3 separate regions of the Gossypium hirsutum genome follow, and all the other regions are linked to region 3. Evidence: chromatin contacts called from public Hi-C data. All regions are on one chromosome and are shown on one strand. Each heading gives the region's core, a stretch centred on a gene start, on an enhancer-like site or on the middle of the called end of the contact. The rest is flanking DNA. Distances are from core to core; before and after follow the strand shown.

The links. Hi-C and Micro-C count contacts between places; a contact is called where the count stands out from the background.
Region 1: a Hi-C map of leaf shows a contact between it and region 3, with 3 times the contacts expected there. The contact joins the promoter of LOC107960874 here to the promoter of LOC107940460 in region 3. A contact is called at or near these places in 18 of 34 Hi-C or Micro-C datasets (anther, callus, fibers and 3 more).
Region 2: a contact with region 3 is called in a Hi-C map of leaf, with 1.8 times the contacts expected there. The contact joins the promoter of LOC107959404 here to the promoter of LOC107940460 in region 3. A contact is called at or near these places in 3 of 34 Hi-C or Micro-C datasets (leaf and petal).

What each region holds. Positions count from the first base shown.
Region 1 is chrD04:3,743,307-3,747,617 of Gossypium_hirsutum_v2.1, forward strand. It overlaps LOC107960874 (aspartic proteinase 36), which reads left to right and starts at 2,605. Exons shown (of 11, transcript XM_041091709.1): 1 at 2,605-3,243; 2 at 3,803-3,932; 3 at 4,067-4,311. The coding sequence starts at 3,005.
Region 2 is chrD04:3,833,139-3,837,289 of Gossypium_hirsutum_v2.1, forward strand. LOC107959404 (26S proteasome non-ATPase regulatory subunit 12 homolog A) reads right to left here and starts at 1,570. Exons shown (of 13, transcript XM_016895463.2): 1 at 1,446-1,570; 2 at 1,127-1,183; 3 at 817-1,014. The coding sequence starts at 1,129.
Region 3 is chrD04:3,610,803-3,615,037 of Gossypium_hirsutum_v2.1, forward strand. LOC107940460 (glutamine--fructose-6-phosphate aminotransferase [isomerizing] 2) reads right to left here and starts at 2,301. Exons shown (of 12, transcript XM_016873890.2): 1 at 1,908-2,301; 2 at 792-917; 3 at 746-789. The coding sequence starts at 2,163.

The DNA of each region.
Region 1 (4,311 bases), core at 1,355-3,854, 130 kb after region 3:
TATAGTAAAAACACTCTACTTTTGAAATTAAAAAGTGCATTATCAATGCACTTAAATTTCACTAGGCCAACTAATTGGACCAGTTAGACTGGGAGCAGGTTGGGTTATCGGTTCGATAAGAAGTAAAAAACTAGTTGACCCACAAGCTGGTATGGATTGGCTGAACTGAACTAAAAAAACCGATTGAATCGATAGTTGAACCAATTTCGAATAGGTTTGACCAATTAATTCCCAAAGTGATCGATCAGACTAGTTTAAAGCAAATAAGTTATTTAAAAAATAAACATATTAAAAAATTATAAAAATCAGTTCAATTTATTTTTTTATCTCAGTTTAACCAGTTCATACCAATTCATGGGTGAACTTGTGTTTTACCTCTCACCAAATCAATATCCAACCTAGTTCTTGGTCCGACCGATCTGATTTAAGTAACATTGAATTTTGGAAATTTTTATATTTTAAAAATATTTTTATTTTTGAATTTTAAAGAGTTTTTTTTCATATTTTTAGTTTTTTAAAATATAATTTTTAAAATTTTTATGCATTTTGTTTGAATATGAAAAATTTTAAGTTCTTTTAAAAAGTTTACATTATTTTTAAAGGGTATGAAGTAGATTGACAAAAAATTATAAATATTGAGGGCTGGAAAAGTCGGTTGACTGTAAATTTATACGGATTGATTGAATTGGGTTAAAAAAATTAGTTGAATCAATTTTTATAATTTTTTATTTTTGATATTTTAATAATTTAATTGCTTTGAATAGGTCAAATCGATTATTCAGGGAGCCAATTGATCAATCTAGTTGAAATCAGTTCAATTATCGGTGAAATCGGTCTTTTAACTTAGTTCAACTAGTCTGTATTGGTTTACGGGTCAACTAATTTTTTTACCTCTTATTGAATTGATATCCCAGTCGATTCTCGATCCAATTGGTCGATCTGGTTTGGTTTAGAAAACATTGAATTTTGAACTTCTTTAATATTTTTAAAATTATTTTTATTTTTTTGAATTTTAAAGTGTTTTTATTTTTTTAAATATAACTTTTAATTTTTATGGTTTTATTTAAAATGTGAAAAAATAATTTTAAAATTTATTTAAAAAAATATGTACCACTAAAGGTAATGACCACATTGACAAAAAAAAACAAAACACTATGAATATTGAAGGCTAAAAATGTTATTTTACTTTTAACATCATTAACTTAAATGACAAACGAGAGATTCAAGATTTTTAAATAAAAAAGTACAGGGTTTTAATATTTCAAAATTAAAGGATAAAAATTAAATTTTAAATTTGAGAAGAGCATAGAGAAATTTGAAAAATTTAAACCATTATTAAATTATAGGTTAAAAATATCTTATTAAAAATTTAAATAATACAAATATTAATATTTTAAAAATTGATCCTCCAAAAAGGGTAGGCACCCCTAAAGAGATGACTTGAAAAGAAGTTCTTGGCAAAGCACATATGAAAAGGAAAGGAATCAAAAGGAAATAAAAGTAAAGAAAACGTGAAGCAAAGAAGTCTTGTAGAGCTGGGAAGAGCCAAAATAAAAAACACAAAAATATATATAAAAAAACGCATTTTACAATTATTGTAATTTTAACTTCCTTCCTGATTTTCGTGAAATTAAAATTTCTAAATGAAAATAAGTGCATTTTTGAGTTTATATTTTCTCAAAAAAAAACGTTAATTTATTTTTATATTAGATAAATATAATTATTTATGTATGCAATATATAAATAGAAAATAATATTATATCAATAATTGTGTTAATAATTTACAAGAATTGGATTAAATAAAAAAATTATGTAAAAAATTACACAAAATCAAAATTTATGTATGCGATTACACATTAAACTATAGTTCATGTATAATTTTGATATTTATCTCTTTATTAATTAATTATCTAAAATATCCAAAAATTTATCTAAATGAAAGTCAAACCCTTTCCAAATTTATAATGAAAATAAATCTAAAATAATGGATTCAAATATAAAAGAAAAGATTGATAATTAGTTGAAAATTTAAGAACAAATACATAACAAAAGTTCAACACTCTTATAGTGTTCTGCCGGTACCGCTTGATATATTGGCGACACTAGACTAAAATGTGATCAATTAAAATATCAAGGACCTGATATGAAAATTTCCCTTTAAATTTACTTTTGAAAAAGCACAAACCTTAAATAGGGTTAATTATTTTGCAAACCCTCTTTGTTTATTCCCTTTTAACACAAAAAAAAATAGTAGAAGTCTTTTACCAATTAGTCAAAAAAAATCTCTTACCAATTAGTCCAAAAAGAATTTATACTAAAAAGTATTTTTTGTAAAGAAGTCGATTCACCGAAAATAAATTTAATGTATTTTTCGAAAAATAAATTTTCTATTCAAATTATGTTTAACAATAATCATAATAATTTTCTTTCGCTTATATTATACTTGGAAATTATAAATTTAATAAATAATTATAATTTATAGATAATAAAAAAATAAAAAAATAAAGATAAAAAATTGACTGTTGAATAAATGGAATCGCTTATGAATTTCGTGTATTTTACTTTACAGTTATTAATCGAGAATGTGAGCACTTCTGGTTCTTACAACATTAATAAATAACAATTAAAAGAAAAAAGGAAGAGGCAAACACGAAGCATGAGCGACCGACGTTTTCATAGTATACAAGAAAAATACCTTAGACTCCTCGTGCTTCAGCTTTACAAAAAGGACGCATCATTTGGCGTTGAAAACGCGCATTTCTATCCTCCTCCTACTCCTTCTTCTTCTTCTTCTTCTTCTTCTTCATGAATTTTGGTCTCCGTCTATGCCACTTCTCCCTCGTTGTCTTTCTCTCCTACCTTCTTTGAATCTTCTTTGGATTTTTAAATTTTAACAAAAACCCTAGGCAAAACAAAAAAACCAATAACGAAATTAAGTTTGAAATTCGTAGAGCCAAAGAGAGAGGGAGAGAGAGAGGGGGGTGATTGTTTGTAATCGTTAGAGATGATGGATCTAAGGAGATTAGCGTTGGTGGTTGTGACTGTTGCGGTGACGGTGGTGGGTGAATTCGGTTGTGGTTGTTTTGGGAACGTGTTGACTTTAAATGTGTTACGTAAATTTGCAGGCCACGGAAAGAATTTAAGTGCATTGAGAGCTCATGATATCCGTCGTCATGGTAGGCTTCTCTCTACTATCGGTGTGGATCTCCCTTTAGGTGGCAATGGTCATCCTTCTGAAACTGGGTTAGTTTTCTTTCTTTCTTTCCCTGAATTACTTTTGGTTCTATGTATAAATATTTGTGTTCCTTTATATGTTATGTTTGAAGGAATTCTTTTTGGAGTAAAACCGAATCAGGTGAAGGGAATTCTTATTTTTCCTTTCCAGGAGAATTTTAGTTTGGCTGAATTTTGATGTTTCTCTATGATGATGGTTAATTATAGTAGAGTTCACTTATTGCATGAGGTCCGATTGCTGCAAGAAAGGATTTTTTATTTTATTTTAAATTTCTTATTCAGAGGGTCAGGTATGATTGAATTTATTATTATTTTCAATTACTTTTGAGTTTTATCTTATTTAGTTGAAAATTTCAGCTGGTTAAAGTCCATGGTGCCTTTGGTTAAATGCTTAATTGCCCTCTAATTCCACCCAATGCATATACTTAATAATTTTTTTAAAGCTAATGGTAGCTTAATATTCAGCTGATTTGCTCTATTGGATCTATCAGAAATAGGGGTTAATTTTCTTTGCATTAATTTTGTTTTGGGGTGCTAGTTTATCTCTCATTTTCTTAATCTTTTTCAGGCTTTATTTTGCTAAAATTGGATTAGGAAATCCATCAAAGGACTATTATGTGCAAGTTGATACTGGAAGTGACATTCTATGGGTGAATTGTGCTGGTTGTGACAAGTGCCCCACAAAAAGTGACCTCGGTGTATGTTCATTTTATAACTAGATCTTAATCTCTGTAGAGTACTATGTCTAGTTTAAAGTTGTGGCTATTGTGTTCTTTTTATTATGATAAATTTTTGTTGTGAAAACATTTATTGTTTGGTTACTCTATTGCAGCTAGGATTAACATTATATGATCCAAAGAAGTCCTCCACTTCAAGCCTGGTTTATTGTGATCAAGATTTTTGTACTTCGACATATGATGGTCCACTCCCTGGTTGCAAGTCCAATCTTCAGTGCCAATATAATGTTGTTTATGGTGATGGAAGCTCAACAGCTGGATACTTTGTAAAGGACAATATGAAACTGGAGCAGGTGACTGGTAACCTTCAAAGTAGATCTACAAATGGGACTGTTGTATT
Region 2 (4,151 bases), core at 320-2,819, 220 kb after region 3:
ATAAATAAACATTTCATGTCAATAGGTAGAAAATAAAAGAGCACAATCAAGCAAGGAAAGCTAGGAGAAACAAAGAGAGACCAATTAAGAATTAGTAGTCCAATTTACTATTTTCTTTTTATTAACTCTTACTCCTTTCATATCAGTATAGCAGCAGTTGCACATTCAAGCAACAACAGGCTAGGAGGTAAACAAAGAGAGAGAGGTGAGAATGGAACTGTTTCACTAGTTAGGATTATCAGAAACTGATAAACAATTTAGCATTCGATTCACTATCTTCCTTCTTATTAACTCTTTCCCTTTCATCTCAGTATATCACCAGACACGATTCTCATCTTGAATCTATCTGAACTGAGACTTTGAACTTTTTTTCTTTGTTCAATCTTTCTTGAACTTAAACTATACTAGCAAAAATAAGTAAAATTTTACTAGAGTTAATAGGCGAGTTATCTACTCTAAAGAAGGTTCACAAATATGGTTCACAAATATATATAAACGGCCTTCTCTTCATATAATGTATGAATATCAAGTTCCATGCCTAGCTGCTATTCATTATAATAGAAAAGCAACAAAACTATTGTTTAAACACAAAAAACAACAATTTATTTCAGCTAAATATAAGTATGAAATGTGAAGCATTTCAATACACCCGCATCTCAAATAACAATTAGAACCATTAAATGATCATTTAAAGCAACAAAATCACCAAAAATTCAGAAAAGAAAAGAAAAGAAAAAAAGAACCCTAAAAGTTCCCTGAAATAGCCGCCTCCACATAATCAATTTTGGTCAAGAGAAAACGTCAAAAATTAATTACCTGCTTAAGTTGACCTCGTTTCTTGGACAAATTAACGATTTGTTCGTTGAGAGACTTCCAATCTTTAGCTTCAAAGCAAAGCAGCAAAATGTCAGTAACCGCTTTCTTGGTTCCAGCGACATCGCCGGCGAAGCGCATCTGCTTCTCAACATTAAGCAACTGGTCGATCGCCGCCTCCAAATTTCCGTTTTTAACCTCCTGTAAGATCTCCCAAATGAAAAAGGAAAATTGGTGAGAATTTGGAGTAGAAAAAAATGGAGATTTCAGATCTGAAGAGAAAAGAAGGGACGATTAATAACGGAAGGTTTACCATAGCTTCAGGCTTCAGATGACAAAACCCAGCGGCAAGAAAATGAAAATCCAAACTCTGTTTTTGCTTTAGTTGAGGAAATAACAAGAAAAGCAGATTTTAAATCCGAACCGGACAACCATGTCAAAACGGGTTCTAATTTTTTCTATTTGGTACATATGGAATACAAGGTTTTTTCGCTAATTTTTATAACTATGCTGAAAAAAAGAGAAGAAAATAGGCAGAAATTTTTAAAATTTATCTATTTATATTAATTTTGAAGAGAGAATAAAAATCGACAATTATTCCAACTATAATTTTTCCAACCGTTAAAAGATACTAATAATCAACCTCAATGTGCGCACGAATATGAAGACGATGAGGAGTCACCAACCCAAATAGTGCGACGGAATTTAGGCGTGCTCGACGCTCACCCGATTGTGGCATACATTCGGGACACCAATGATTATGTTATTTTTAATTTTCCCAAGTTGTATAAATTATTTTTCATCCCAAATGTACACTTATTTACAATATACAAAATAAATTATTAACTTAGTTTGTTTTGTAATAATATACAAAAATTTTTGTACTTAAATAACACTATAATAATTACAACTTAGCAAGTAAATACCTCTAAAATAGTAACAAAATTAATAATAAAATAAGAGTTATATATCCAAATAAAAAAATAGTAGCAATATAATAACAACAAAATGGCAGCAAACAACAGTGAAGAATTTTAAGCAAATTCGGGTCGGATAGGGCCCAAAAGATCTTACCCGAGCCCCGACTCGTTTAGAAAACGAGCATTATTTTTTGTTCAAACCCATTTTTCACATCTATATTTTTGCTCAAACCCTCTCACATTAGGTCTACTCCCATTAAAAGCTCTAACATAAGTCTGACATGATTTATTTTTGACAAGTGAACCAATCATTAAATACCACATAACATAATTTACCACATCATAAATGTTGTATATTACTTCAAATGATTAAAATATAATTTGCCCAATACTAATTTTTAACTAAAATAAAAGAAAAATAATAATTAAATAGTTGAAAAAATACATAAATCTGAACTCATCTCTTTCCTCAAATTTTAACTTAGAATTAAAAAAAAACATAAAAAAACTTTGATAGAAGAAGAAACCCCATTTAGAGAAATCGATAAACTGTCTAAAAAGAAAATATTTAATCTTTTTGAGTCTTAAATTTGACCTATTGAAGAGGGAAGTTCTGAAAGTCGCACAGAAAGAAGTTAGAGAAATCTTTATAGTTATGAAATATTTGAAGATTCATGCTTTGAATTGATTGTTTGAAGGGAAAATGGAAACCCCATCAAAGATCTCACTTAAAGAATGGATCTCAAAGTCAATTCCACTCATCAAAGATCTCACTCTACTTTCCCTCGATGTTCATGCTTCTCGAGGAACGTGACAAAGCTTGTTGCTTAGAAGAAAGGTTCAACTTTATTTTGGTACTCCTCTCCTTTGTGAAGAGAGAGTAGAAACAATGACACCGTTAATGGTGACAACATCAACAGAGGAGATGTAAGAGGAGGAGGAGCTCTCAAAAGAAGAGGGAACGTTGAGCCAATTGCCATCAATTTCCTTCAAAGAGGAGGTGGTTGATGTCTCAATTTTTAGGGTTAAACATTTTTTTTAAGAAAATGGTTAAATTCATTGGGGGATTAAAATGATAATTTTTTTTATTTTACTTAAATTTAAAAATTTAGAAATAATTCTATGTTAGATTTCCTTATATTTCCATTTGAGTTTTTAATAGAATAATTGTTAGAGTAACTTCTATGTTGTTCTATATCTCCATGAATCTAGGAACTTTTGATTGCATTGTATTATTTGGTCTACGTACCAGAATTGATAACATTCGAGATTATGTAATATTATACGCAAAAGATTTTTTTTTGGTTCTCTTGGCTTTATGTCTCTTATCTTTAAGAGGTCTTCCTCCATTAACAAATCTTTTCAAAAAACTCTAATTATTCTGGTGTGGATGGCAAATAGACTTATATTTATTGGTTCCATAGTACTCCTTACAAGCATTGTTTCTACCTATTATTATCTAAAAACAATCAAATTATTAATGACTAGACGAAACCAAGAAATAACCTCTCACGTGCGAGATTATAGAAGATTCCTTTTAAGATCAAATAATTCTATCGAAATGAATATAATTATATATATATATATGATAGTCTCTACTATAATAAACTATGTAAAGTAAATACCTATTTAAAATAACTTTTTTATGGTTAAATGATTATCGGTGTAGTTTACCGGCAATAATTCATCAAATACAAATCGGACAAATGATAGGGATGAAGTTTTTTTTTTTCTATATGTTTATGATCTACCATGATTGGATCCCCATCAAATGTGGGGCCTCAACTACCAACATATAAATGGCTTGTAATGCAACTTTTGACTTTTGTACAGTTTGAAAAGAGGGCATTGAAGAAAATAAAGGTAAAAATATCTCACACATCCCTCCCAATTTTAATATTAAGCAAATTGTTTTTTTTTAACTTGAAATAATTTAATCCCGTCAATTTTGAAAGTAAGTAACTAAAGACATTTAATTATGACATCAATATTTTCTGCTAATTTTATATCATTTTGATTGGTATAATAACAAATTCAATTCTCGATGTTTATATATTTGTGTAAATATTGACAGAATATGTAATGTTAGGTGCTACATTTGCTAAATCAAGACTAAGTTGATAGAATTTATAAATATTGCGAGTTAAATTTACTAAATCAAGACTAAATTGACAGAATGTGTAAACTTTAAAGGCAAAATTTGTTAAAAAAACATAACAAAAAACATTAATATTGTAATTAATTGTCCTTAGTTGCTCACTTTTAAAATTCAGAGGGATTAAATTGCTCTGATTTTTCAGAGGGACTAATTTGCTCCATAGCAAAATTGAGAGGGAGCAGAGAGTTATTTTTTCCTAAAATAAATGTTTTGGAAAAGTAATGGGTGCTTTCTCTGAACTTAGCTGAACGAACCTCGTA
Region 3 (4,235 bases), core at 1,051-3,550:
AGCCATGCCATGGACACTACCATGATCCAACCCACTATATTTTCAATCCCAGAAACTGAAGAGTTGCAAAACATTCGACCTGCTTATTGATTGAATGGTGAGAATCATATGAAATGGTCACAATTGGTTCGTACATTCTTGAAGGGTTGAGGGAAATTGAGTCACATGTTGGGCAAAGGCCACCCAAAAGATCCTAAATTGCAAGCATAGTATGAACAAGACTCCATGGTGGTGTCTTGTTATAGAATTCGACGCTTCTAGAGATTAGTGATTCATGTATGTTTCTTCCTTTTTCCAAAGGAAATTTGGGATGCTATTAAGCAGACCTATTCCAAGATCAATGATGTTGCACAAATCTATGAAATTAAGACAAACATTTCAGCAACCAAATAAAGGAATTGATCTGTTATAGGATATTTGAGTCTCTTGCAAGGTTTATTGTAGGAACTAGACCACTATCAAAGCATAAAGATGAGTTGTGGTGAGGATGTTGCAAGAACAGAGGGAGAAGATTAAGGTCGAGAAAATAAGCGCTAGTGGTACATAAAAACATAACTGGACAGATATCTATCAATCCATCTATCAGTTGCTTACCTTATACACATGTAATATTTTATCCTCTAAAATAAAATGTTAAATAATCAACAATTGCAGTATAGAAACCTAGGTTGCAAATCCATCAAGAATGCATAAGAGAGTTTAGGTAAGAAAATGAGAAACATCGTCACTAAAAATTTAAGCAAACCTCATAATTAGTGATAACACCATTGTGAACAACCAAGAAGTCATTCCAGAGCCAGAAGTCTGAGGATGACTATTCCTTGGAGCAGGCACCCCATGGGTAGCCCATCTGGTGTGTGCTATACCAGCATGGGTAGTAAAGGATTCCTCCAAGTTCAACTCTGTTGCAGCTACCTCTGAAAGTACCAAAACCACCATTAATTCAACCACTAAGCCTATGGAAACACAATTAAATAAATAAAAGTGGCCATTGGAGGCAAACAAGTCTTTTTCTTTTTCTTCTTCTTCTTCTTCTTTCTAATATTAACATCCTACAGATAAAGAACATAAGAGAACTACAGCTTTTTCACTCAAAATGAATTCTTCTCATAAAAAGTGATAATTAAATTGTGAGAAACAATTAAAATAACATTTTATTCACTGATAAACAAGTCATATACTTCCATTATAAGATATGCTGCTGCAATGAATGTATAATATGTTCCAAGATTTATTAAAAATAAAAATAAAAATAAATTGTACTATTTAATTAATTAACTTACATTTCAGCTTCAGCTAACCCCGTGGAAATTAAAGTAATAATAGTAATAATAATTAACGATATATATATGAAGGATCAACTTACACAATTACACATTTTCATAACTTCGTATATAATTAACAATTTTAACTATCCAACTGTTATACTTAATAGTCTATTCATGTAGATGAATTGAGCTTTGAGTAAATTACAAATGTATAACTAGTTTTTGAATTGTAAAACATTCAACCCTTAAATATATACAAGTAAAAGATAGTATTTTCAATCAATGATACGAGAGAGATATATCAAATCCATTTTTAGAGTAGAATTATTATGATCGAATAGGTAAAATATCATTCATATAAAAAGTGATGTGTGTATATAAACTAATTACAATAAGAGCATCCCTTCCTGCTATTTACTTTTCCTTTAAGTTGCTACCACTACTGGACCCGCCAAACCTGGTCTTGTAAGCCTAACTTGACCTGACCCAAACCGATTAAGAAGCGAGTAGAACCAGGTTGTCTGCACAAGCCGACAGGCCGACACCGTTAAGAACCCAGGTTGAGTTCCTTTTTCTTAGAACCGAGAAAATCCGAAAAATCAGAACTCTGAAAGAGAAATCGAAGAGTTCATAGGTTACCTTGGTAAACGGATTTGACGAGGGACTCGATGTTGCCTTCCTGTCGGAAAACGAGAGGGGAAGAAGAGAGAGAATTGATGGAGGATGGTTGAGGGGTGTTTGGATTGCGAGAAACTGAGAAGTAGTCATCGATGGAAATTCCAGCGGAATCGTAGCCTCTATACTCGAGACGACGAAGGCCATTGAAGAGAACTTGAAGAATATACCTTCTTTCTCTGTTCACGTTGTAATTCAAATACGCAAATATTCCACACATTTCCTTCACTCAAATTTTCCAATTGGAGAAATAAATCGAAATTCTGAGGAAAGAGGATAAAAATGATCTGGCTTCTGATTCGATCTTTGTTCCCCTCAGTTTTTCTGGAAGAGATCAGATGGATATAATTTTGACTTTTGACTTTCGCTATTCTGACTTTTTTTTGTTAAAAACGGGTCAACTCTAAAAATAGTCTTTTTTTTTTTTTTACTTAGTTTATATTACATTTTAGTCACCGAGTCGTTAACTGCCGTTAATGGTATAACGCTAAGCTGATTTGACAAGTTTAACAATTATTTCAAATAAAAATTTTAGGTTAATTTATACAAATAGTCCCCTTATTTGCTCATTTTGAGCAATTTAATTTTTTTCTTTTATGTTTTTTAACTTTATTTTTTTCTTTATTTTCCATTATCTTCTATTTCTCCTTCTGTTTTCCTCTCTTCTCCATTTCTTTTAACGAGTTTTTTCATGTTTTCCATTTGTTAAAATTAGTCTCTATACTTTTATTTTTTGAACAATTTAATTTTTTTGAGTGAGGCAGCTTGTGGACTAGTTTCAACAAATGAAAAACATAAAAAAGCTATGTTAAAAGAAATGAAAAAGGGAGGAAAACAGAGGAAGAAGCAGAAGAGAATGGGAAAAAGTGAAAGTTAAAAGAATATAAAAGAAAAAATTAAATTACTCAAAATAAAAAAAATATAGAAACCAATTGTAAAATTTAACCTAAAATTTTCGTTTGAAATGATGATTTAACATGCCACATCAGCTTACTATTACACTGTTAATGGCAATTAATGGCTTATGACTAAAATGTTACAACGCGATAACGTAAGTGACTAAAAGGTAACATTTCAAACATAAGTGACTAAAATGTAACCTGAGGTAAACAAGAGTGATTATTTTAGTAGTTTACCCAAAAATAATTTGGGATTTTTTTATTAGCGGAAATGGCATAGTTGTTATTTCGTTCAGAAGTCAGGGTTAATTCTTTTCTTAAGCTAGTAACCATTTTGTTTTATCTATTTTTGGCAAATTGCCTCTGACGGTTCTGTGACGAGGGCTAAACTCTAGTCCACTTTTGGGCAAACCGTTTTATATCAAACGCTATTTATTTTTGGGCAAACTGTTAAAATAGCCACTTTTATTTACCTCAAGTTACATTTTAGTCATTTATGTTTGAAATGTTACATTTTAGTCATTGACGTTATCACGTTGTACCATTTTAGTCACTGAGCTGTTAATTGTCGTTAATAGTGTAACCGAAAGCTGATGTGACATGTTAAATCATTATTTCAAATAAAAATTTTAAGTTAATTTATACATTCGGTCCCCATATTTTTTTTGTTTTGAGCAATTTAATTTTTTTTCTTTTATATTCTTTTAACTTTTTTTCTTTTTTTTTCATTCTCTTCTGATTCTCCCTTTATTTTCTTCCCTTCTACATTTTTTTAACGTAGTTTTCTATATTTGTCATTTGTTAAAACTAGTCTCTATACCTTTATTTTTGAACAATCTAATTTTTTAGAGTGAGGCAAGCTTGTGAACTAATTTTAACAAATGGAAAACATAAAAAAATTACGTTAAAAGAAATGAAGAAAATAGGAAAACAAAGGGAGAAACAGAAGAGAATGAAAAAAAAGAAGTTAAAAGAGCATAAAAGAAAAAAATTAATTGCTCAAAATGAAAAAAAAATATAGAGACTAATTGTAAAATTTAACCTAAAATTTTCATTTGAAACTATGATTTAACTGTCACATCAGCTTACCATTATACAGTTAACAGTAATAAACGGTTCAGTGACTAAAATGTTACAACACGATAACATAAGTGACTAAAACGTAACATTTCAAACATAAATGACTAAAATGTAACCTGAAGCAAACAAAAGTGACTATTTTAGTAGTTTATCCTTCTTTTTTAATGCATATTGTTTCCAGACCTAATTAATGAGTTTTTATTAATAAACATATAATTTTCAAGTTTTTTATTTTATGTTTTTAATTAATAATTTATTTATTTATATAGACAAAATAATAAATATGTAGTTATATAATGAATATATATATTTT